Regions from separate parts of the Mus musculus genome. Here regions 1, 2, 3, 4, 5 and 6 are each linked to region 7. A link is a contact called in public HiChIP or PLAC-seq and promoter capture Hi-C data. All regions are on one chromosome and are shown on one strand. Each heading gives the region's core, a stretch centred on a gene start, on an enhancer-like site or on the middle of the called end of the contact. The rest is flanking DNA. Distances are from core to core; before and after follow the strand shown. Region 1 holds the start of C9 (complement component 9). Region 2 has its middle 60 kb from the start of Fyb. Region 3 overlaps Fyb (FYN binding protein). Region 4 holds the start of Fyb (FYN binding protein). Region 5 has its middle 24 kb from the start of Fyb. Region 6 overlaps Fyb (FYN binding protein). Region 7 holds the start of Rpl37 (ribosomal protein L37).

What was found. Promoter capture Hi-C pulls out the DNA fragments that hold promoters and counts their contacts. HiChIP or PLAC-seq counts read pairs in DNA pulled down with a chosen protein or histone mark.
Region 1: a promoter capture Hi-C map of pre-B cells shows a contact between it and region 7, with 6 times the contacts expected there. The contact joins the promoter of C9 here to the promoter of Rpl37 in region 7. A contact is called at or near these places in 6 of 39 promoter capture datasets (cranial neural crest, hippocampal neurons, liver and 2 more), 1 of 484 Hi-C or Micro-C datasets (liver), 8 of 115 datasets of contacts at active chromatin or transcription factors (acute myeloid leukemia, astrocytes, embryonic forebrain and 5 more) and 3 of 9 other capture datasets (adipose tissue, liver and macrophages).
Region 2: a contact with region 7 is called in a promoter capture Hi-C map of the HPC-7 cell line, with 16 times the contacts expected there. The contact joins the enhancer-like site here to the promoter of Rpl37 in region 7. A contact is called at or near these places in 11 of 39 promoter capture datasets (the 3T3-L1 cell line, the HPC-7 cell line, HPC-7-derived erythroid cells and 6 more), 1 of 484 Hi-C or Micro-C datasets (the G1E-ER4 cell line) and 3 of 115 datasets of contacts at active chromatin or transcription factors (microglia, pro-B cells and thymic regulatory T cells).
Region 3: a contact with region 7 is called in a promoter capture Hi-C map of embryonic stem cells, with 4 times the contacts expected there. The contact joins the enhancer-like site here to the promoter of Rpl37 in region 7. A contact is called at or near these places in 17 of 39 promoter capture datasets (the 3T3-L1 cell line, 3T3-L1-derived adipocytes, the C10 cell line and 10 more), 1 of 484 Hi-C or Micro-C datasets (nephron progenitors), 6 of 115 datasets of contacts at active chromatin or transcription factors (astrocytes, embryonic stem cells, large pre-B cells and 2 more) and 3 of 9 other capture datasets (adipose tissue, embryonic stem cells and liver).
Region 4: an H3K27ac HiChIP or PLAC-seq map of regulatory T cell precursor shows a contact between it and region 7, with 17 times the contacts expected there. The contact joins the promoter of Fyb here to the promoter of Rpl37 in region 7. A contact is called at or near these places in 16 of 39 promoter capture datasets (the 3T3-L1 cell line, 3T3-L1-derived adipocytes, the C10 cell line and 11 more), 3 of 484 Hi-C or Micro-C datasets (pro-B cells, regulatory T cells and uterus), 9 of 115 datasets of contacts at active chromatin or transcription factors (the NIH/3T3 cell line, the SCID.adh cell line, astrocytes and 6 more) and 2 of 9 other capture datasets (adipose tissue and liver).
Region 5: a contact with region 7 is called in a promoter capture Hi-C map of neutrophils, with 4 times the contacts expected there. The contact joins the enhancer-like site here to the promoter of Rpl37 in region 7. A contact is called at or near these places in 7 of 39 promoter capture datasets (the HPC-7 cell line, HPC-7-derived erythroid cells, cranial neural crest and 5 more), 4 of 115 datasets of contacts at active chromatin or transcription factors (the NIH/3T3 cell line, embryonic forebrain, embryonic midbrain and 1 more) and 2 of 9 other capture datasets (adipose tissue and liver).
Region 6: an H3K4me3 HiChIP or PLAC-seq map of the SCID.adh cell line shows a contact between it and region 7, with 8 read pairs. The contact joins the enhancer-like site here to the promoter of Rpl37 in region 7. A contact is called at or near these places in 6 of 39 promoter capture datasets (the HPC-7 cell line, HPC-7-derived erythroid cells, cranial neural crest and 3 more), 8 of 115 datasets of contacts at active chromatin or transcription factors (the SCID.adh cell line, T-cell acute lymphoblastic leukemia, double positive thymocytes and 5 more) and 2 of 9 other capture datasets (adipose tissue and liver).

What each region holds. Positions count from the first base shown.
Region 1 is chr15:6,443,483-6,446,976 of GRCm38.p6, forward strand. C9 (complement component 9) reads left to right here and starts at 1,864. Exons shown (of 11, transcript NM_013485.3): 1 at 1,864-2,001. The coding sequence starts at 1,919.
Region 2 is chr15:6,517,733-6,521,011 of GRCm38.p6, forward strand. No RefSeq gene overlaps it. Among named protein-coding and RNA genes, the nearest start is that of Fyb, 60 kb to the right of the region's middle. Within about 2 kb of position 1,834, at least 21 of the 459 cell types and tissues checked have an H3K27ac peak or open chromatin away from gene starts, as enhancers often do. A contact at or near this core is called in the HPC-7 cell line, hematopoietic stem and progenitor cells and microglia, where this site is marked.
Region 3 is chr15:6,627,223-6,630,542 of GRCm38.p6, forward strand. It overlaps Fyb (FYN binding protein), which reads left to right. Exons shown (of 18, transcript NM_011815.5): 3 at 2,850-2,896. The region is part of intron 2 of Gm2245 (predicted gene 2245); the gene reads right to left. Among named protein-coding and RNA genes, the nearest start is that of Gm2245, 25 kb to the right of the region's middle. Within about 2 kb of position 2,034, at least 2 of the 459 cell types and tissues checked have an H3K27ac peak or open chromatin away from gene starts, as enhancers often do. A contact at or near this core is called in embryonic stem cells, where this site is marked.
Region 4 is chr15:6,578,267-6,581,761 of GRCm38.p6, forward strand. Fyb (FYN binding protein) reads left to right here and starts at 1,581. Exons shown (of 18, transcript NM_011815.5): 1 at 1,581-2,780. The coding sequence starts at 1,682.
Region 5 is chr15:6,553,919-6,557,189 of GRCm38.p6, forward strand. It overlaps a transcript of Fyb not described here. Among named protein-coding and RNA genes, the nearest start is that of Fyb, 24 kb to the right of the region's middle. Within about 2 kb of position 1,848, at least 129 of the 459 cell types and tissues checked have an H3K27ac peak or open chromatin away from gene starts, as enhancers often do. A contact at or near this core is called in the HPC-7 cell line, the NIH/3T3 cell line, adipose tissue and 2 more, where this site is marked.
Region 6 is chr15:6,602,367-6,605,778 of GRCm38.p6, forward strand. All of the region lies in intron 1 of Fyb (FYN binding protein), which reads left to right. It overlaps Gm2245 (predicted gene 2245), which reads right to left. Exons shown (of 7, transcript NR_155272.1): 7 at 2,061-3,412. Among named protein-coding and RNA genes, the nearest start is that of Fyb, 24 kb to the left of the region's middle. Within about 2 kb of position 1,830, at least 10 of the 459 cell types and tissues checked have an H3K27ac peak or open chromatin away from gene starts, as enhancers often do. A contact at or near this core is called in the SCID.adh cell line and regulatory T cells, where this site is marked.
Region 7 is chr15:5,115,354-5,118,497 of GRCm38.p6, forward strand. It overlaps Rpl37 (ribosomal protein L37), which reads left to right and starts at 1,260. Exons shown (of 4, transcript NM_026069.3): 1 at 1,260-1,331; 2 at 1,934-2,069; 3 at 2,266-2,350. The coding sequence starts at 1,329. It overlaps Snord72 (small nucleolar RNA, C/D box 72), which reads left to right and starts at 3,068; the gene lies at 3,068-3,127. It also overlaps a transcript of Card6 not described here.

The DNA of each region.
Region 1 (3,494 bases), core at 614-3,113, 1.3 Mb after region 7:
TATCAAGTAGGAAAGTAATTTACAACAAAGAGAGACACACGCACCTGTGTGAGCATACCTGCATAGTCAGTTGCCACTTTGAGGAGTCTACCTTTAAAATAAGAACCTTTAAAGTAAGAAGCAGATTCTAGTAAAGGGAGTTCAATGTGCCACACTTTGAAACTGAAATGCCTTCATCTCAAGGAATGGACATTTTGAGAGAAAATAAAATAAGGAGTGGTAACAGGGACCATACAAGAGTCTCCCATGTATTGTGACAAAGCTGGCAGAACTGGACTGAGTCTAAATGCCCGCCACCTGTCACTATCAAAGGCTAGTGGAAAGTGTTCCTCTGGCATGGATTCATTCACTGAAGGCTATGAGCACTCCTTTAAGAATCAGTCTTATTACTTGACAATTTTGCATGACTTACATGTCAAGCAAGCACATGGTCTCCACTGTAAGCTGAGAAGTCGGTGGAATTAATTAACTCAAGCTCTGGATGAGAAAAGGAGGAATTAAGAAAAGGGAGATCAGAGACTTTTCTCTCAGTGGCATAGGTAAGATGGTCCTAAAATAACTAGCTCTGTCATCCCACCAACCAGACAGACATCTGTTTTACCTTTGCCTATGCTAATATTCAAGATTTGCTCTATTGTAATTAATCATTTTCTATGAATGTCTCTTAAGAACTGTATCAGGGAGCCATGCAACTTGGTGCAAGCCTGCAGTCTCCATCCTTGGGGAATGGATACAGAATGATCAGGAGTTGAAGGTCATCCTCAACTATGCAAGGGGAGGGTTTGAGGCAAATCTGCCTCCACAAAACAAAACTGCTAGGAACAGCTGGGTATGTGCTCATACCTGTAACTGTAGCAACTGGGTCTAGGCAGAAGGGCTGCAGCAAGTCTCAGGCTAGCCTGAACTACCCTATCAGACCCTGCCCCAAACAAACAAAACACTAGATAAAAAGAGTGTCATGAGACATTGTAAATTCATAATATATTACCCACAAACCTCCAACACATCAGATATCTCTCTACACCCATTGTGTATTCTAAGTCCCAACCCTAGCCACACATTAGGAAGAATTGAGAAGCCCCAGTCAGTTAAATTTGAGTAAGATAAAGACTAACAGCCTTCCACACTTGCAACATCCCTGGGTCATTCTCCTGACTAATCAGTGCTCTCAGAGAGGTTGCACGGTCCACACCCATCAGCGCTTCCAGAACCTTTCCCTCTCAATGGCCCTGGAGAATGTGGAGATGTCAGGCAAGCAGTGTTCCTTATGGCAGAGGATAATCCTATCCTTTTGGTGTGTGCTTCCATCATAATCAGGCCAAATCCATTTGGTGGCTGTTGCTAAAGCCTTGTGGTGCTTACTTTGCATTTTTCAGAAAAATATACATATAAGAGGTGTGTAACTTATACACAAAAAGCTTACATTTCCACACGTTACCTTGCTTGGGTGGAAACAAGCCACATATCTGACTTTCAGAGGGAGAGGTGCTTAGAATATCCCCCACCTATGCCTCATCTTTCATTGTGTTCTTTCTGTAGTTATTCTGAGCCTAGGACTCTATAAGAATAATCCATAGGTCTCTCCCACAAATTATACCTCTCTCTTTAGCTTCCCTTCCAGAGTCTCCCAAGGAAAGAACTGCTAGGATTTTGTTTTATTGGTTGCTTTATTTTTAACCCAGCTCCTAATTTTTCCCCACCTTGGCATTTTTTTTTTTTTTTTTTGGTTTATTGCATAATGACACTTTGTCAATAAGGGAAAATAGCAGTCAGGAATTACAATGACTCTCCATTGGTTGGACCTTGACACTTAGCCTAAGCCAACACCTATGAACAAAACCCAGAACAGAACTGCCCCTTGTCCTCCGGCTGCAAAGGAATGCTTTGCAAGCCTCCAGGGCTCCCCAGGAGGAGCAGCATGGCCTCAGGCATGGCCATCACCTTAGCCCTTGCCATCTTTGCCTTGGGTGTCAATGCACAGATGCCAATACCCGTTTCCAGGTGAGTCCATAGCTTGTCTGTTTATCTCTGGAATTCTACTGTGGAATCTGCTGTCCAGGGCTTAACAGCAAAGTAGGGACAATAAAGGTTAAGCTAAACAGTGACCTATACAACACCCAGGATTTCAACTTTCTAAACAAGTGTATTCATGCTTCTGGGTGTTTGTGCTAAAGGAGGGACTGAAATGTTAATGCTAAGATATTTCCTTTAAACATTTAGGATCAGAGGGAAAAAGAAACGGTTGTCTCCAGTTTCTGATAAATCAGTGCTGATCAGTGTCTATGGGCTGAGAAATTCACAATGAGGAAAGTTAATATTTGTGTCCTTTATCTCAAAACCTAATAATTTTTAACTGTTGGCTGCATGGCCCTTTGGCCCCCACATTAAGCAAAGGCTAACTATTTGTCTTGTCTTCTCTTCTGTGACATTCCATTCCGTGGTCCACATTTTGGTTCCTGGGTCTGAGGGTCTATTTGCTCTACCCAAGAATTGCCATGGTACAGCTTCGATGGTTCTGCTTCCAGCACGGCCTCTTTATTTCCTTCTTATCCGATGCTTCTTGGGTTTGCAAAACCCATAAGGTATAAGGGTGTCCCCGAGGTTGCATGTGCTGGAAACTCAGTCCCCTGGTGTGGCAGCAGAAAGAGGTGGTGGAGCTCTTAAGGGGTAGAAGGTCTCAGGATTCCACAGTCATAAATGGACTATCTCTGAGGAATGGGCCAAGCCTAGCAGGAGTGGCTCCTAGCAGATCTGTCTGGCTAGGTTCTTCCTCCAACTCATGTCTCCTTACATATGTGACTCTTCTGAATACAGGAACTTCCCATTTTGCTTCTAGTGACCATGTTAGGACACAACCACAGGAATCCTGTCCAGATGCCTGTTTGCAATTTGTAGTCATGAGAATTGTGAGAAGAGTAAAATTCTCTCCTGTATGCATCACCCACATCAGGCATTCTGTGTCAGCAACAGAAAACAGAGTGTGACACCATGCCAAATACACCCAGCCAATAAATCAAGGGGACAGTAAAAGCCTCTTGCACATCACTGCACCCAGAAGTGCTAGAGATCACGGCTGCTTGAAGCTCTCCCTTCCTTCCATGTAAATATCACAGAAGACACAAACCCATGTAGTCCATTATAGCTTGTTCTCTGAGGACAGAACAGAAAATTGCCCCAACACCAACACATGCCTGGACACTCTTCCTCCGTCTGCATTAATCATGTCCTGTGTCCAGTTCAATTCCCCTAAGTTTAACCAAAGCCTATTTTGACTTAGCTAGCCACCTTTGTCTGCCTTCACCTTTGCGGAGGTAGAGGCGATTCGGCCTGGGCTCCCCCCACCAATGTGGGTTGCGGTTCACTTTCCAGGAGAGGACTCACAATGGAGATACCGCTCATGTAGCTCTGGGAAGGCTGTTCAGCCAAGGCTTTCCTCCCTTCTCCCCTCCTCCTTTGCGGACATTACCTAATCACTATCTCTCTGTTCAGAAAAT
Region 2 (3,279 bases), core at 584-3,083, 1.4 Mb after region 7:
GGGGTTAGCCTAAGATTCAGAGAGTGTATATGGGACAAGAGAGGAAACATCTGAAGGAGGAGAGTCAAATCTGGAGTTTTTGCTATTTTAGTATGTTGAAACAAAATGCTATCTTACTCCTTTATTATATTGAAATAAAATGATTGCTACTTCTGAATTTTAACAGAAGATTAAGAAAATAAACATATTCCCCTCTTATATTCTCTGTAATATCATAAGGCATGGCTGTTTATTTTCTAACTCCTGTCGATGATCCTTCCTGTTGGCAAAGAAACTAAGGAAGAAAAGACACTAGGATGGAGAAAAAAGGGGGAGAGGAAGAACGGTAGAGGGAACAGAGGAAGAGGAAGGTGGACAGAAGAGAACAATGCAAAGATCCACTCTTCTTCACGTGGGACCTTTTCTCTCTTCTGCCCACTGAAGTAGAAATCATCACTTTCCAGTCAGCAAAGACAGAGCCCTTGCTACCTTGCAAGGTGTGCAAATCAGTTCATTTCTTCAGCGGGGTAAAGGATACAAAGGGTGACAGAGAGATTACTCTTATATTGTGTATTTGAGAATAGGCACGGACCCAAGAAGTAAGAAACAAAGTACACAACAGACCCACAGAGATTCAAGTCCCCAAGTACCAAGGAAAGGGTAAGACATGAATGAGAAGCCCAACAGCAAACCAGAGACTACGGGATTCAAGGCTAAGCTGTGGCCTTTGTCGTTTTGCTCTCCATGTTAGTTGGGATGATGAAAGACTGCTTAGATCTGGGCTGCTTTTCCTCACTCCTGCTATAGCATGGTTATAGTATATACAGCAAACAGTCACCTGGGTTCACTCAGGAGGAATAGCCATTCCTTGCCCTTCTGGAGTTTAAACATAACTTTCTCTTCCAATTGAAACATATTAAGAACCCTTCTTTGACCAAAGGGTGAGCTCATTTGTCACTGAAAGCCAAGAAAATCCTTTCTTCCAGATCCTTGATGTTTTAAAACATTTTTAAAGACTTTTTAAAAAATTTTATGCACATAAGTGTTTGTCCGCATACCACATGCCTGCTGATACCCTCGGAGATCAGAGAGGGTACGAGATCCCCTGCAACTGGAGCTACAGATGGTTGTGAGTAGCCATGTGGAGGCCCAAGTCCTCTGCAAAAGTAGCCATGTGGAGGCTAGCCCGAAGTCCTCTGCAAAAGTAGCCATGTGGAGGCTAGCCCGAAGTCCTCTGCAAAAGTAGCCATGTGGAGGCTAGCCCGAAGCCCTCTGCAAAAGTAGCCATGTGGAGGCTAGCCCGAAGTCCTCTGCAAAAGTAGCCATGTGGAGGCTAGCCCGAAGTCCTCTGCAAAAGTAGCCATGTGGAGGCTAGCCCGAAGTCCTCTGCAAAAGTAGCCGTGTGGAGGCTAGCCCCAAGTCCTCTGCAAAAGCAACAATTGCCCTTCACTGCTGAGCCATCTCTTCCACCCCTGAACAACTTTATTTTTATTATTTTGAATTATAAACATATGTGTGTGCACATGTGAGCATATTCACATGAATGTAAGTGGCTGTGGGGGTCAAAAGCTCCAGGTTCTCCTGGAGACCTAGTTATAGGTGTTGTAAGTCACCCTCCTTGGGTGCTGGAAAACAATCTCAGGGTCCTCTGAAAAATCAACAGTCACATTTACCTGCTCAGCTATGTCTCCAGTTCCCAGATTCTTTATGTTCTAAACTACAATTTGCTTTCCTAAAAAATTAAGAGGGCAAAAACAACAACAAAAACAAAACAAACGAACAAACAGGCTCATGTTTTTAAAAGAAAAAGTAGAAGAGAATTGGTCTAATTAAGGAAGTACCCACTCTCCGGTACCCAACTTCCTTAACCACACCTCTTCTGGCTTTCCCTCTTCCTGCCTGTTCCATATCTGACCAAGCAGTAGCCTTAGGATATCCTTGAACTCTTACGAATCTGCTTCCGGAGTCTGAGTTGCCTTTTGCTGGCACAGTCCGAATGCATGTGAATCAAAAGGCACAAGTTTATAAAATAAGGCTTTTTTAGCTGACCGTGCTGGTGGGGTGGGGGTGGGAGTGGGGAGTCAGGTCTCTAACCAAGCCTGATTTTGATTTGGCATCAAGCAGCAGCAGCGGTTCTGTTTTAGCTGAGCAATCTCCTCCCACCATGGCCTTTGTGGGGTGGCATGCGCACGCAGTATTCGCATTCAAAGCCATATGCTATCTTAATCAGATTCAAAAAGAACCTATGAGCCCAAACAGGTCTTTTTAAAAAATGAATTTATGATCTGGGGTTGGGGGTAGGGCGGAGTGTGAAGATTAATTCTTACTGAAGGAGGTGAGAATCTGGTGAGCAGCCTAAGCCAACCCGTGTGACGTCATTGGAAAGCCATAAAAGAAATACACTGAGGAAGCGTCATCTGGGGCATGGTAGCGAGACCCGGAGAAAGGGAGGGGAGTGAGTAACTGAGGAGGCGTCCAAGAAGAGGTGACGCCCGCCATCCTTAGCTCTCCCCTCTCAGATCTTCCACACTATTAGTGTTGAGCACCATGCTCCTTTGATGATATAATTGGTGAAACGTTAAGAGTGTTTTGAAAACATGATCACTGGTATTACTTAAATGTTGTCACTGCTTCTTCCTCCACTTGTAAATTGATTTTTTTTTTTTGACATTCAGTTAGTTTCTTTTCACAGCCCAGTATACCTAGGCCTCACCATTTCCATGTGGTTACTATAGCGACCGCTGGAACCTCAGGCTCATTTCTCTTTTGCCTAAGCAAAAAAATATTTCCTGCAATGCAAATCGGAAAGGGAGCACGGTTTGATGAATTATCGACACTTTGCATTCCCTAAGCGACTCCTCCCTGCTAGAAGGAGGGACATTTTTAGAGCTGAGGCTGAAACACAACTTTATCATTTGAAAATGCAACTTTGTCTCTTGAAGATGATCCCATGACACTGGCGCACATCTCTAGTGTCTTCATATGTTTCCTGTCTTATCATGTCGCTCAGAGTCTGGTGGATCTAACTAACTTCACAGGAAGTGTTTCCCTGTGTTTCCCATCATTGCAAGCTACAATGCTTCACGTATCTCCCCATGTTCCAAAAAATAAAAATAGAAACATATTGAATTTTTAGAATCGGAAAATACAACCCTTTGCCTTTCCTGTCTTAGTTAAAGTGTCTTAAAACTTCAGTAGCAACAGAAACGGACCTCGGCCTGCATTTAGAGATAAGCACAGGCTCAAATGGAAGTCAAAGGACTGAAATGACAGTGCTTATCTCACTGGCTAAATGTTTAA
Region 3 (3,320 bases), core at 784-3,283, 1.5 Mb after region 7:
TTTTATTCTCCACTGTCATGGCCATTGGGGTCACTATTTCATACTTAATATTTTAATACTATAAACTTCATGAACTCAGACCTATATAAAATGGCATCACACTTTATATGGCATAATATTGAGTCTATGTATACAAGTAACATCTCCTTGGGTGAGAAACACTTTGACTGAATGTGCCAATGCCTTTTGTCTTATTACTATTATTTATTTATTATGTATCCAGGTGTTTTAGAAAGTAGTCGATGAGTCCAGTGGGGGATGATGATGGTGATGGTGATTACATCATTTTAAACAAATGGCAATAATTCATTTGGGTGATAAAAGTACCCCTAGTCTCTGTATCATTAGTTCATTAAAAATACAAACACACCCAGAACTAGCAAGACAGGAGTTACTCTAAAAGTATTTTCAAAATGATAACTTTTATAGTAAATTAGCAAAGTGACAATCTATTTTATCAAAGGTTTTGTGGTCTGGTTATAGATAGAGACTTTGTAGCCCTGTAGAGGTGGACTGATAACACCCGGAAGCAGCAAAGGGCAGGCTTTGGAACTGGGTAATAACCTCCCAGAAGAGGCACTTTTATGAAAAACTTGGGTCAGGGGTCTACAGCAGGGGGATGACATGAAAAAAGAATACAGGGCGAGCACCTGACTCCAATCTCCAGAATTTACAGAAAGATGGAAGGACGGACCCAACCCCAGAGCATGCTTCTTCTGACCTCTACTCATGTGTCCGTGCGCGCACGCGCACGCGCACACGCGCGCACACACACCCTAGTAACAGTTCTTTATTTTTATTTATTTTATTTTATTTCATTTTATTTTAGAGATGGAATTAACCCAGTAAACCCCCCCCCCCCCCAGCTAAGCATGGAGAAAGAGAGTGTCCGAGACAGAGTGAGGATTCTGTAAAAGCAAAGCAGTGGAAGAACAGAGTTCATTACTCAGCCCTGCGCCCTGCTCACCGTGAAAAGGACATTCATTGGTTGAATGTCAGTGTATTTTATGTCCAGAGTATTTACGTTCTCAGTAAAATGCTATTCCTTAAAGCTAAGGTGAAGGACTTATGTTAAGAGATAGGTTATTTCTCTGCCAGTGAAATGAGCCAACTCAAGCCAGATTAGAATATATTGAAGTCAGGTTTATTGGGGAGCTGCTCTTGGATGAGTTCACTAACCCCAAAGACCAGGCCAGGGAAGTCACTATGAGTGTGTGTGTGTGTGGGGGGGGGGGGGGGGGGGGAGAAAGTGTGTGTGCCCGAAGAGAGAAAGAGAAAGAGAAATGAGGGAGAGAGATCAAAATGTCTGGATTATATAGGCAGGAGCCTTTTGGGGGAAGGGCAGCTCAACCCCTAGGCTGGAAAGTTCAGGGATGGGAGCAGGGTGTGCCAGGTATGGACTGAGGGATGCTGGGAGAACCTTAAGTCCAGATCTGCTTTGATATGTAAAGTAAGCACTTCATTCCCCCAGCTCAGAAACCAAACATTACTTAATTTCCATTGTAAAACTTGTTCTTCCTTGTCCACACCTAGCAATCTTATTTAAATAATTATTTCCAACAGGATCCTTTTTTCTTTGCTTTGCTTTGTCATTGAAATGGAAACTTATTATATAGTCCAGGTTGGCTTTGAACCCCAGAGTACCGCAATTATAAATAAGTATGTAAGTACAAAGCTACAGCAATTGTTCATTACTGATTGGACCACCCAACTTCAGGCGGCTTCAACGTGTTGGCTTGAAGGTTAAAGTGACTTAACCATTCTGGGATGTTGCACGTCCCATATACAAATGTAATATACCGACTTTCCTTTTTAAGGATTTTGAATACCTTAAACCAATGGTTCTCAACCTTCCTAACGCTGTGACCGTGATCGTTTGATATAGTTCCTAATGCTGTGGTGACCTTCGATCATAAAATGACTTTGTTGCCACTTCATAACTGTAATCTTGCTACTGTTATGCATTGTATGCATATATCTTATATGCAGGATATCGGATACAGACTCCCAATGTGGGTCATGACCCACAGGCTAAGCACCACTGCCTTAAATGGACGTCCCAAAGACTTCACTACAGAAACCCCTCCCATGACACTGTAAAAGCTTTGGAATTAAATCAGTTCCTTTAAAGAACCCAAGAGCTTTTGTGATTAAATTACTAAGTAAACCCCATGTGTTAGCATAAGATATCGAATCAGCCATCAGCAGGACACAGGCCTCTCATCCCAGCACTCAAGGTTTTGAACCATGGAGGTTATTAGGTCAAGGCCAACTTGACCTGCTAAATTTTTCAGTCGTAGTATGCCTGTGTGCCTTAACTTTGACTAAGAGCTCACAGCCTAAAGTCTTTGATAATTCATGTTCATATTTTATGTATTCATGCATTTATACCTTTCGCACGGAGGTTTGCCTACCACCTCAGTTTTTCTTTTTTTTTCCTTGCAATTTATTTATTAAGGAAATCAGATTGTTTGCTTGTGGATGTTATGGCTAGCCTTGTCTGGGTTTTGCTGACTGGGTCTCTATTAGAAGATTCTCTGCCTCCTGAAGATTGCTAATTGAATGCAAAGTTGGCTTGATGACATTTGGTTTTTCTTTCTTACTGTTTTATTTTTGGTTTGGTGTAAAGCTTGTGTCTAGATGATAGTGTATTTTTTATGTTATTTATCATTATTTTATGTGTGAGAGTGTTTTGCCTGTATGTATGTGTGCTGTATACACACTGAGTGTCTACTGAGGCCAGAAGAAATTTCCATTTATATGTATATGTTTATGTATATTTTCACTTTAAGGCAAGCTTCTACTTTATTCTCATGGGTGTTTTTCTTTTCTTTCTTTCTTGTTTTCAGACATCCTATAAATGACGAAAATCAAGATGGTGTCATGCACTCTGATGGTAAGGAGTAACTTTCTTCTTCTTCCTTTTTTTTTAAAATCTGAAGTACATGTTTGAATTAGTTAAATGTCATGGCATCCTTAATGGCCAGTTACCATCACTGGCCTATGCCAGGTCCCCTGTTTTACTTATTTCTTAGCATTCTCATGCTCCATTTCCTTCTCTTTCTCACTACAGACAACATCCTACAACACTCAGTGTGCATTTGTACATATTCTTCTCATATGATTATATGTAAGGACACACGTAACTTATATGAAAAGCAGATTCTCAAGTTTTCTTTTTGAGAACACTCAGTGCATGGGTTTTCCAGCCTCTACTCCATGACTGTGCACACATTTAGTGTGTGGTTAGTAGGCACCGCCCAGCACAGCATGGAATGCACATCTGCCTCACTGGGAGTGAAGAAACACTGCAGTGCTCC
Region 4 (3,495 bases), core at 331-2,830, 1.5 Mb after region 7:
ATTAATATCCCCTGCTACCTGGCTCCCGAGCTGACATTCTTAATCACTTTGCTATTTCACCTTGTTTTATAAACCTAAAAGAAGCTATACATAAAGAATATGAACAATACTAGTAGAGGGGAAGGGATAATCAGAAATTCTTTCTCAGAAACAAACTTCCTTCTAAACAGAAAGAAAACTTTGGGGGGGGGGGTGTATGCGTGTACTCATGTGTGTGTGTGCACACGCTTACGTGCACGTGTGTGTGTGCGTGTGTGTGTGTGTGTGTGTGTGTGTGTGTGTGTGTACACTAAGGAGCAAACCCAGGACCTTACCCATGCTGAGCTCCTGCTCCATCACCCAGCTATATCTTCTGTCTACCATTTCATATTTCTCATCAAGCTTTAGAGCCCTGGAAGTTTTTCCTGTTTTTTTATCCTTTTGGGGGGGGGGAGTGTGGGGGGCGGGCATGATCTCACATAGCCTAGGCTTGTCTCAAACCTGCTGTGTAGCCAAGAATGACCTTAACCTTCATAAACTTCTGATCTTCCTGTCTCTACCTCCTGCATTACAGAGTACGCCACCAACCTGATTTATTGAATGCTGAGCACATGAGACAGGGTTTAGTGATGTTAGATGCTAAGTAGGTTTTCTCTCTCTCTCTCTCTCTCTCTCTCTCTCTCTCTCTCTCTCTCTCTCTCTCTCTCTCCCTCTCTCTCTCTCTGTCTCTCAGCTGAGCCTCATCTCCAGCTCAAACTCCTTGTTTTTGAAAGAAAGGGTAAAGACACCATTAATTCTCCCAGGTTAAACGGGACTATATTAACAACAACAAAAAAAAAAAAAAGGGTGACTATCTGATACCTTTACTGCATAATTTCCTAATTCTTATGAGGAAGGCAGGTGAGGCAGGACCTCTCAGAGGACTGGTAAAAGTCATTATTGAAGAGAAAGATCTGGAAACGAGGCAATTCCTTCTGCTGGCCTGTTGTTCAGCCCATGCTGTCCCGTGGGTTTAGCTCATGTCCCGTTAGTCTGCATACAGCCACACAACAGCACTCTGGATTTGCAAATAATAAGGAAACCTTCTTTCGTTTTAGAAGGGCTGGGCTGTTCTGTAACACCTCCCCGACAGCAAACGCACTTTAAACGCAACAGGAACAGGGAAGCACGGGCCAGCACACTGATGCTAAGCATTGCTTTGCTGGGTTAAAAAAAAAAGCATGTAGCCTGAGTTTACAGTGCCTACTTTCGTTTTGAAGTCCAGTTTCCACATGAGTCTCAGTTGTAAAAAGTGGGAAAATCCATTTGGTAGCCACCGCTGTATGTTTTTCAGTGAAGCAAAAAATGTAAACAAATACAGAATCAGATATCTCCAACAAGATAGCGAGGCAGACCAGGAAAGAGAAGAGAAACGTTTTTTAAGATAAATGATTGTGTCCCTGTACGACCAACAACAGAAGTTTAAACACAGCCCTAGCCTTTCCTTCGCGAGAAACATTCACAACTTGTTTTGCCATAGAGGAACTTAAATGTTACAATATCTGGTCAACCAATCAGCAGCTTGCCGGCACCCCAGCACTCTTGCCTCAGATCAGGAAACCCTTGAAGGTACAGTATTTTAAATTGCAAGTGAGATTTCTGACTCTCAGCTGGTTTTTGTTCCCTGTGCTTGTAGGATGGAAAAACAGATGTAAAATCCCTCATGGCGAAGTTCAACACGGGGAGTAACCCGACAGAGGAGGCCGCCACCAGCAGCAGGCCCTTCAAAGTTGCAGGACAAAGCTCGCCTTCTGGAATACAATCAAGAAAGAATTTATTTGACAACCAAGGAAATGCCAGCCCGCCCGCAGGACCCAGCAGCATGCCTAAATTTGGGACCACAAAACCACCCTTGGCAGCGAAACCTACCTACGAGGAGAAGCCTGAGAAGGAACCTAAACCCCCGTTTTTAAAACCTACTGGAGGGAGCCCAAGATTTGGAACACAGCCAAACTCAGTTTCTAGAGACCCTGAGGTCAAAGTGGGGTTCCTGAAACCTGTAAGCCCCAAACCCACCAGCTTGACCAAAGAAGATTCCAAACCTGTGGTTTTACGGCCACCTGGGAATAAACTTCACAATTTGAACCAAGAGTCTGACTTAAAGACGCCAGGACCGAAGCCAGGGCCCGCTCCCCCAGTCCCAGAAAACGAACTGAAGCCAGGATTCTCAAAGGTAGCTGGAGCTAAGAGCAAGTTCATGCCAGCGGCACAAGATACTGACTCCAAACCCCGATTTCCCAGACACACCTTTGGCCAGAAGCCATCCCTAAGCACAGAGGACTCCCAGGAAGAGAACACTTCTAAGAACGTGCCTGTCCAGAAAGGATCCCCAGTGCAGTTGGGCGCCAAGTCCAAGGGCGCCCCTTTCAAACCACCTAAGGAAGACCCAGAGGATAAAGACCATGGAGCACCAAGTTCACCCTTTCCTGGAGTGGTTCTGAAACCTGCTGCGAGCAGAGGGAGCCCGGGTCTCTCCAAAAACTTTGAAGAAAAAAAAGAAGATAGGAAAACAGACCTTGCAAAGAACATCTTTCTGAACAAACTGAATCAAGAAGAGCCGGCCAGATTCCCTAAGGCCCCTTCCAAGCTGACAGCGGGGACACCGTGGGGCCAAAGTCAGGAGAAAGAAGGAGACAAGAATTCTGCAACCCCGAAGCAGAAGGCCCTGCCACCCCTGTCCGTCTTGGGCCCGCCTCCACCCAAGCCCAACAGACCACCCAACGTTGACCTGACCAGATTCCGAAAGGCTGACTCTGCAAACAGTGAGTTGTTTCTCATTGCTGGTAGCTGTGGTTTGCTCACACAACTGAGTGTTTCAGCTCCTGGGGGAAACTTTAGAGCAAGGAATGATTGCATAACTGATGCTCATGTGAGTATAGGGTCAATTTTCTTTTGGCATTTTTTTTTCCGTTGTGTAGGAGGTCTGAGAGAGTAGCAAATCCAAGTTCTGGTTGAGCATTCTGTAAGAAAGGACCTTGGGGTGGGGAGCACTGACATTTTAGGGAGACAATAGGGAAGAAATATACCTATTTAACGGATAGTTGGTTTTGCTTAAGGATAACCATTGCATTTATTCCCTTGGTTGTATTTCATTTCTGTAACTTGAAGAAGTTATGCTGCCCGTTGACAGAGAGAAGAGAGTAGTCTAAGTCAGTACTCTAGAAAGAATCAAATTTGATAGCCAAAGGATGTGTGCATTCTCTGGAGGCATGTTTGATTGTCACAATGGATGAAGCTAATGATATTTTGTAAATAGAGCCACTTACTCCTGTCCTTCACAGAACTATCCAGGCCAAAATGTCAATGTTGTGAAGTTGAAACTCCTCTTCTAAGTCACTTCAAATATCTACACTGTTCATCATGTCCCCTAAGCCCAAGATTCAAATAGGACAGTGGCAGGGATTTTAGGAGACCATGCTTTGTATTCTAGCTGTTTTTGGTTTTTTTGTTTTGTTTTGTTTTGTTTTGTTGGTTTCT
Region 5 (3,271 bases), core at 598-3,097, 1.4 Mb after region 7:
GATAAAACTTACCTTGGAGCTTTGATGTTAAGTTTTCAAGAAACTTGTACCTCAAATAACCAAGCCTCTGAACAAATGGTTGTAAGCTGGTGCCTTCCAGCTAAAAGCCAACTATCAGCTGCAGCAGGGAGACTCCAGAAGAACCAGACTCTTAGGTCTCTTCTGCCATGGCACCCGCTCTTCAACTGGGGTACGCTTCTCACGAGAGTGGTCTGCATTCTACACCACACTGGCAAGGGCCCCTTGAGGTTGTACAAGGCACAGTCAGTTTGGCCTCACCCATTTGTTTGTATATAGAAACACCCTTATAAATGAGAACTCAGGAAATAGGGCAGAGCTCTTCTGCCACTCTCAACATGGCCGTGCCTCCCTCCAGACTTTCCACTTATCCTTCACTCCAGATTTTAAACCACAAGAGAAAGCGAGTGGGAGAGAGGGAGGTGAGAGCAGAAGGAAGCGGTATGTGCTCTTTAGCTTGAGGGACCAACTTGGCACAACCTGGAGCCACCTGGGAACAGAGTCTCCCTGAAGAATTATCTTCGTCGGGTTGGCCTGTTGGACATGACTGGGGCAGTTGTATTGACTGTTGGCTGGCTGTTAAGTAATGAATGTTATATACTCTAGCATTTTACAAGTTAAAAAAGAATACTGAAAGAAAGCAAAAACTTGGAGGCTAGCTAAGAGAGCTGGGTTATTAACTGACTTGGAGTGAAGAAAGCCAAGTGGATTCTTATCTCTCTGCCTGTTCTGGCCAGTGGATACTATGTTGCAAGTTGCCATTTGACTTCCCTGAAATAAAAGACTGTAACTTAGAACTGTAGACCAAATAAGCCCTCCCTCTACATTGTTTCTGGTCAGGGTTTTTAATCACAGTAACAGGAACTAAGCTCCAAAGCTTAGTGGAGACTCCAGATGGCAATGCCCCTTTGAGAGCAGCTTAGTGGTACACCAGTGCCCACGAGCAACTGAGCCGTCTGCAAAAACCACTGGCAGGTACAGGAGTAGTCAGCCTGTTCTACCCACAAGAGTTTGCCACACAGTCAGAAGGGCGTGGTTCAACATTTAGCTGTCAACTGAGAGAAGGAAGTGGACACGCCCCTAACTGAGAAGCTATCTGTTAGTGTTACCCACTGAGAAAGGAAAAATTAGTTCTTTCCAATGGAGTCTTACCAGGTATATCAAGCACAGATCAGGGAAGGCACTGGGCCTAACAGGAGTTGGCCAACACAAAATGAGCTTGATGGTATTTTTTGTAGACCTTTTTTTTTGTGTGTGTTATTTTGCTTTGTTTGGGCTTCTTTAAAAAAAAATGGTGGTCTTCTTGAACATTTGGTTTCTAGTGTGTGTGTGTGTGTGTGTGTGTGTGTGTGTGTGTGTGTGTGTTTGTGGGGGGTGGGGTGCGGGGTGTGCATATGTGTGTACACGTATGCTTCTTGGTTTTGCTTTATTTTTAAAGAGAGACAAAAAGCAACATAAACTTGGATGAGTAGGGAAGATCCAGGAGGGACTGGGGGAAGGGAAAACATACTAAGGATAGATATTGTATGAAAAAAAAAACAAAAAAACTTTTTTCAATTAAAAAAGCTGTCAAAGCAAAGGTAATCTTTGCCACGGATTAGTGAAGTTTTCCAAACTGAGTTAATCATCCAAACACTGCCTCTGGACAAGCACGATGCTGACCTGTGTCTGCAGAGAATAGCAGCCTGTACTCTGGGAGTAAAACTCTCTGTTTATTTCCTCTTCCTACACCCCAGTAACAGTTCCCCATTTGACTATAAGAGACCTCATTGTCTTCACACACACTGTTTCTTCACACAATAACCGCCCCTCCTGCCCTCTAAGTCAGGCAAATGAGTCAGCACAGTGGGCACTGCAAGTACCTTAGGTAAAGAGTTAGGGCTTTGTTCAGTTCCAGCTGGAGGCTGGTTTTTCCCTCCAGAGGGGATTTCTAAGGTCAGTGTCAAAGGAAGAAAATATATATTCATTTAATAGGACTTGGGGTGTAGCTCAGGGGCACAGTCCTTGCCTGATAGGCGTGAAGTCCTGGATTTCATTTCCTGCATTGAAAAAAAAAATTCCCCTGACAATGTAAAGCATTTTCCATTATTATACACACCACAGTAATTGTATAGACGCACATATACATCTTATACATATATTTTACATATGGTACATACAATGTAGGCATACACACATTTATGATTTTACAGTAAATATTGCTTAAGTTTACGTGATCTGTGTGTGTATGTGTGTGTTGATGTGTAACACATAGGCGCAGATGCACACAGATGCCGGAGCCATCAGATTCCTACAGAACTCGAGTTATGTACAGTTATGATGTGTATATGTGTGCTGGGAACTGAACCCAGGTCTTCTGCAAGAGCTATATGTGCTCTTAATCATTAAGCCACCTCTCTAACTCCTTAACTTTGAATTATAAGGCATAATATGAAATTTTCCACCTACCATTTTTTTAAGTATGTAAGTATCTATTCATGGTTGCATGCAATGTTCATTTTTATCTTCTGAGGTTAGGGCAACCTATCATCCTGAGTCAGGATTACGTCAGTCAAGACAGCAGACAGCCCTCTCGGATCTGTACCGCTTGTCAAAGTCAGAATGCTTCTCTATCTTTGTGTAAGACGAGGATGATGATTCCTCCAATAGACTTAAAAGCCAAGAAATAGAAATAGGTTAATATCCAACCATTAATCCACATCCTCAGAGTGGAACTTGAGCCAAACTCAATTGGTTCTATTCATTCCACTGTAGTACAGAGGACCTCCGTGTCCAAGGAAACCCTCATCTTTGTCTTCTTTGTTTTGAGGTTTATTCCCCTACTATTTATTTCATGAAGATTTCCTATTCACAGCAAATGAAAGTTTCAGAACCAAACTCACTGACATGCTATGAGCAGTAGGCACCATCTTGTTCCTGGCTGGTTGGTTTCTTGGCTTTGCTTTTGCTGCCAGGACAGGACCTAGGATTTCTGATCCTCATGCTCCTATTTTCCAACTGGTGAGCTTTACCAGTGTATATCGCCCATAGCCAACATTTGTCTCATCCACAAGAACAAGTGCTGTCATCATTTAAATTATTCGTTCTTTCATTATGTTCAGGGTGGTTCTAAGTTCCTTAGCTTAGCGGCTGCCAGAACGCCTGTTGCCACACCACACAGGAAATGATGGTATGGCTGATGAGTTGACCAAAAATAAGCTACTTGTGTCTGGGACTATTTACTTGTTGGGAAGAGAGTATTTTCCACAGACCC
Region 6 (3,412 bases), core at 580-3,079, 1.5 Mb after region 7:
CTATCTTTCAAGTCAGAAGTGCTATGTACATATGTGCAGATAGATACTTTGGAATTAGGGGAGCCTCTTGCCTTTCAGATCCGATGCCTGCCTCTTGAGGTGAAACCTGTTCCTGGTTTCACCCATGTGTTGTTCCTTCAGCAACCTAGGTTAAAATGGGCTTGAGAAGGCAAACAGAAAGACTATAACAGGAGAGACATCTTGAAATAGAAAATCAGGAAGCTGTGTTGCTCCTCTTAGTTTTACTTTTAACTTTAACAGCAAGCCTCATTTCTGAAAAACTCTAACGTTGCATACAATCTGTGTTTCCTTCCCCATAATTTGGGATTGTTCTGAGAAGCAAATACTGTTTACCATGGTGAAGACTGGTGTATCTAATGTTATGCCCCTCGTGATAACTGGCATCAGGTGAAGACTAGCTGTGGTGATGGGAGCTGTGGGTTCTGAGATATTTAGTTGAGTTAAAACTCTAGATTTGCCTATGAGAATGGCGCCAATATCAGAAGCGGCAGCATATCTCCCTATGTGACTGTTCTTAGGAAAGATGTTGAAACAACTTAAGATTCTCCTAAGACAAGTGTGAACATACAACTGTGGGGGTGGGGGCAGGGTGAGCTCTGACACAAGGGACACAGCATTTGAAGTAAACTGATCTGTCCCCTGCTTCGCTCCATGCCTCTGCATCTTTTACACAAAAGGAATTGCCCACTGTCCTAGACAGCCACTGATGTAGTGGGCACGCTCTATTCTTTATAAATCATAACTTTGTCCACTGCGGGAATTTAGATTCCTGAACTCTTGTCATCAAAAGCTAGGAGTGAGCTGGAGAGAGGGCTCAGGGGTTAAGAGCACCGACTGCTCTTCCAGAGGGTCCTGAGTTTAATTCCCAGCAACCACATGGTGGCTCACTACCTATAATGGGATCTGATGCCCTCTTCTGGTGTGTTTGAAGACATTGACAGTGTACTCATATACATAAAATAAATCTTTTTTAAAAAGTGAAGAAAGAAAGAAAGAAAGAAAGAAAGAAAGAAAGAGAGAGAGAGAGAGAAAGAGAGAGAGGGAGGGAGGGAGGGAGGGAGAGAGAGAGAGAGAGAGAGAGAGAGCGCAAGCAAGCTAGGAGCAGTTACCAACCCCAAAATAAGCCCACTAAAAGCAACCCTTCCCCTAGACCCACATGGGATTCCAAATATTTCCATAGAAGACAGAACTGCTCTGTCACCAATCAAAACCACTGAGGTGAATTCTGGGACTCCTCCCCGACTAGCATCCCTAAAGGATAAAAGGAACTAGAATTTAGAATGCTGTCATCTAAACCTCATAGGCACATCACACATGGGCAGGCACTTTGCATGTAAGAAACACAGAAATGGTTGAGCCCGTTATGAAATTAGAATGGCAATTCCATACATTTCTGTTAAAAGCCACAAGTTATGGGGTGTTTCCTAATGAGATGGAAAGAAACACCTCACGACTTACCAGACACCCACTTATTCCGTTTCACACAAGACAGTCTCATTTCAGAATGGTGCAGTTTAAGTCACATCACATATATACACGTGTGCACACAGACATGCACAAATGCACAGGCATACACACAAAATATGTAACAAAATAAATCTTCAAAAACAGGCTGAATAGTCAATGTAGTAAATTTCCATTCTGTTCTCCCTTCCTAACTTAAAGTCTCTTTTCTTTCCCCACTCCCATAAACCAGAGGTGTGACTAGCAACAATTCTTCCTCCTGGGAAACTAATGACTAATCTTGCTGAATCCAGCAGTCACAGGCTCATACCAAAGTATGCACAAACAACGCATCTGGCTGTAACTATCAGGCAATTGGTGTTCTTTCTCACATACACACACATATATACACACACACACACATACACATATGAGCTGGTCACATACAGAAAGAGAGAGTTTTGTCTGCATTTATCCTTAGTATATTAGTAATTGATTTTTTTTTTTTTTGCTTGATCTCATAGCTTCTTTCATCATTGAGATGCTGTAAGGCTCACTAAAGGGAGATGTTTACCTACAGAGGCTTTGAGACAAACTGCATTTTTGAAAAAAGCATATTTGGCTTCATGGCATGCTAAACAAACAAACAAAGAAACCTCTTCAACCTTAAATAAGAAAAACAGGTTCTTATCCCAGATCTTGTGGTTTTAAGCTTTGTGTCTGAGTGAACCATTACTCTTAGCCAGACTTTGGACCTCTTATCTTTGGAAAGAATGGAGGATGCTTTTAAGGGTTAGCCTGTGTTATATCATCCTGAACCCTAAATTATTTTCTTCCGCTGTATTTCAAAGTCCAGTGCAGAAGTAAGTGACTCTAGAAAAAAAAAAAAAAACAATCGCACTGTTTACAACAAACATCATTGAAAACTACTGGAACAACAAATTGATGAGTCCTTTTAACTCTAGGGTGCTGTGATTCAGTCTTTAGTCAACTGTTACACAAATGGTAGAGCATTTATTCTGCCATATCATACTGATGTCTACATCAGAGGGTACATGCTACCTTCTGGTCCCGAGTCTTTGAATATACCTCTCCTAGTTATCTGACTTCACCATCCCCTTCAGCTCCGCCACCCCCATGTCAGCAACCCATTCATCCAGTTTCTAACAGGATGATCCTGTAGCCTTCTAAAAGAGCTTCTGTCCCTCAAAATTTCTGCATTCTCTTACTTCAATTACAGACGTTCATAAATGTCCTGCCCCTTGCAGTATGGGCAAGGAGTGATAGAGGAACTCTCAGAGAATGAAATCCTAACCAAAAATATCAGAAAACAGTTGATACTGTATGGTTAAGAGCAAAAAGTGTGGACTAGTAAGACAGACCCATGAGGAAAGGGCTTGCCACAGAAGCCTGAGAACTTGGGTTTAGTACCCGGATCTCATGATAGAAGGAGAAAACTGTGTCCTGAAAGTTTTCTCTACCCTCCCGTGCACACATCATGCATACCTGATAATAATGACAATGCATAAAATGGGGAGGCTATTGGAGAAGCTGGAGAGGGATGAAAAATAGTTTAAATACAGTATTTATATATGAAATTCTAAAAGTAAAATTAAATTATAAAAATTGGAAAGAAAACTAAAGAGTCAAAATAGGTATTGTCTAAGAAGGGAGAGCGGGCAGTGGTGGGGTTCAGGCAGCCAGTTGTCACTTTTGCAGGGCAAGCGCTTCATGGAGTTGCTCCAGCCCCAGAGGCTTGAATCCGAACATCCTCACGCTGGACTACAGAACCGCTGCTCAGATCTCAGTGTGCATCTTACTCGTGAAAACCTGCAGAAGGCAGCTGCGGGATCAGACTCTGCGTGTCTGACTCAGTGGGTCTGCAATAGGCCTGAGCTTTGGTCCTCATAGGTTCTCAGTTGATGCTGATGCTGCCAATCAGAATTTA
Region 7 (3,144 bases), core at 10-2,509:
TGTGAATGAGGCCGGCAGTGGTGGCGCTCGCCTTTAATCCCAGCACTTGGGAGGCAGAGGCCATACAATTTTAAGTGTGCGATACAATTTTGTTATCTGTAGGTACAGTAATGCAAGAGGACCCTAGAATTTATTTCCCATAACTGAAAGTTTACACCCGTTGACTAAATCTGTGTTGCTTCATGCTACTAAATTTATAGCAATTTGCCACCCAGTCTCCTAAGACTTATTTATAGTCCAGTTCAACCATTTGAATGCTTGTTTGCTTTCTCTCCCGTGTGCCCTATCTCCTCCCTCCTCTGATTTCAGTTTACTACTTCTGAGTGGAAAGGATTATACATTTTTCTTTCTACTCCCCTCCCCTAGAAGAAATTGGTACGATTTGCTAACAAAAAACAAAACAAAACAAAAAGCTTCCTTGGTGTTTGCTTTGTTCTGCTGTCCACTATCTTAAGATTTTTGAATGTGATAGACTAGCGATTCTCACATTTGTTTTAGAAAGTATGTAGATGGTATGACTGAGACTTTTCCCCAATTCATCAATGTTCGTACTATATTCTCCATGTTTCCTACTGGGATTGCGGACAGACAGTTGCATTAGCGCTAATCAAGGATGTCTAGGGTTACTTATTTCAAAATGATCTAGGAAAGTGTTTTATACAGTACAGACTTGCAAACTGTACTCAAGTCTAAAAGGGTCAGATTTCCTGGTGGCGGCGCGCTGGCTGGAAGCTGTTATTTAACAAGTTCCGCGTGTGATTCCTTGAGTGCGATCAAACAACTGGCCTCTGAATGACCACCGCGTGAAATCGAGTCGGCCCGAGTCAGAAGCTAACTAAGCTCCTACCCTCGCCGAGACACTTCGTGACTCCATCCTCTCACCAACTCTCCATACAGGCAAGCGAGCGGCCACATCAAAACGAACCTGGGAAGGCTGGCTTTCCCGGATCGGGATCCCAGTCCCAGCACTGCACAACCGCCAGGGGCGCCGCCACGCACTGGGTGTCTGACTCCCCTCGAGCCCCGGGACCGGAAACCAGACGGACTGCCAACACCGCAGCAGCCCCGACACCGCCAGAAACCCTCTCCAACCAGGAGGCGGGCCGCTGGGGAGGGCGGAGCCACAGCGCCAGGCACGCCCCCTACCGGTGTTGCAGCCCAATCGGCTCCCTGGCTCTCTCGCCCGGGAGACTACACCTCCGCACCCGAGGCCTGATAGGGCTGCACCAAGACCCGCCGGAAGTAGTTTCCTGGGCGGAAGCTTATCCACAGGAAGTGGCGGGGGTGCTTTCTCTTCCGGTCTCTTTGGCCTCGCCGGTAGAAGCAAGATGGTGAGTGTGGTTTCTGGGCTCTGTAAATCTCTCTCCATCCTTCTTCCTCGGGCTGTCCTGCCTGTTGCCCGGCGCGTCGGTGACAAGGTTGCGAGTGAGGGGAGCTGATGGGCGAGGAGACGGCGTGCTGTGGTCCGCAGGAACTGGAAGGATGGCTGCTGTGTGCAGAGCCCGGCCCACGGTCCTAGCGCCGCTGTGGGTCTCTCTGGGCTTTGGAGGAGACGTACGCACTGCAGCCCCGGGTGGGTGATCAGGACAGGCTTGGGGACATCTGTCCCCAGCCGCCGAGAAACCGGCTGCTTGGTGGGCAGTACCGCGACTGAGAGACGGGCAGAATGTTGTCCTTAACGCCTAAAGCCAAGGAGGCTTAGGTCCGCGCAGAGTAAGGCATTATAATGGTCGTGTGGATAGCCGGTAGTGCTTCCTACCTACCCTACCTGTGTGCTAAGATTTAAATCTTTACACCGTTTTGTCCCGTGTGGATCTTGTTTACGTCTCATCCATACTCATTGCTAAGAAAATGCCAGAGTACATTGAGAAGTCAGATTTCAGAGTTGCTTATATGTGGGGTTTTTTTTCCTGCTTTTTCTTTTAATGTGCAGACGAAGGGAACGTCATCCTTTGGTAAGCGTCGCAACAAGACGCACACGCTGTGCCGCCGCTGTGGCTCCAAGGCCTACCACCTTCAGAAGTCGACTTGTGGCAAGTGTGGCTACCCTGCCAAGCGCAAGAGGAAGTGTAAGTACTGTAATCCGCAGGCGGGCTTTTACCTTGACCTGAGGTAGCGATGTAATAGAAAACACATTTGGCACGCAACAACTTTGGAGGTTGGTTTGTTGGCTGAGTGGTTAAAACATAGTAATGACACTACTGAGAAAATGGGCTGACACTGGGTGCTTGGGAAAACCATTTGGAATCCTATTTTTTTTATTAGATAACTGGAGTGCCAAGGCTAAGAGACGAAACACTACCGGGACTGGTCGGATGAGGCACCTAAAGATTGTCTACCGCAGATTCAGGTACAGTTTTGGCTAAATGTCATTGGTCCTCCAGGGTAGGATGAAACTTTGCACTCTTACTGAAGGGTAGGAATGATACTGGGGTTTGGTGTGGGCCTGAGACGCCCACATTTGTCAAGACTATGAGTGGGATCTGGGGGGCAGCTTACTTGGATCTGCCTCCAGACTTTGCTCAAGTCTGCTAAGCTGTTCTGGGTGCCAGTCATAACATAGATGGGTATCTTTTTACTGGAGGCTAGGCCTTGATGTTCCTTAAAAGTACAGAATCCCCAGCCCCCCTCTTAGACTTTCCTGTGGGGTCTGTGCTTTGACAGGTGCTTTTGTGTTTGTCTCTGTTTTAAACTCAGTCCAGTTTTGTGAACTTGATGTGTAGTGGCTTGCTAGTGTTTGATAGGCTAGTGGCATGTTTTGAGCCTGATTAACCTTTATGTGCTTAGAATCACTCATCTTCCTATGTAGTATTGAGTAGAAATGAGTGCTACTTAACATTTAGACTTCTGAGTTGAGCAGCTTCAAGATCCTGTTAAGCTTGGTCAGTGTTTCCTGTTACTAAAGGAAAGGTGCCAGGACCTGTCCTTTATAGCTTAAGGAATAGCTTCATAAATACTTTAGTTCTTGTGGAAATAGGGAAAATGAGCCCAAAATTGTTGAGACAGTTAACTTTAATGTAATGTGGGTGTCTTGATTAGGGTAAACTAATAGCTTATCAATGATGTCCTAAAAAATAAATGTCTGAACATATGACTGCTATAATGATTTCAGCATTTAACTGAGATAAGCTCATTACGGTCTGC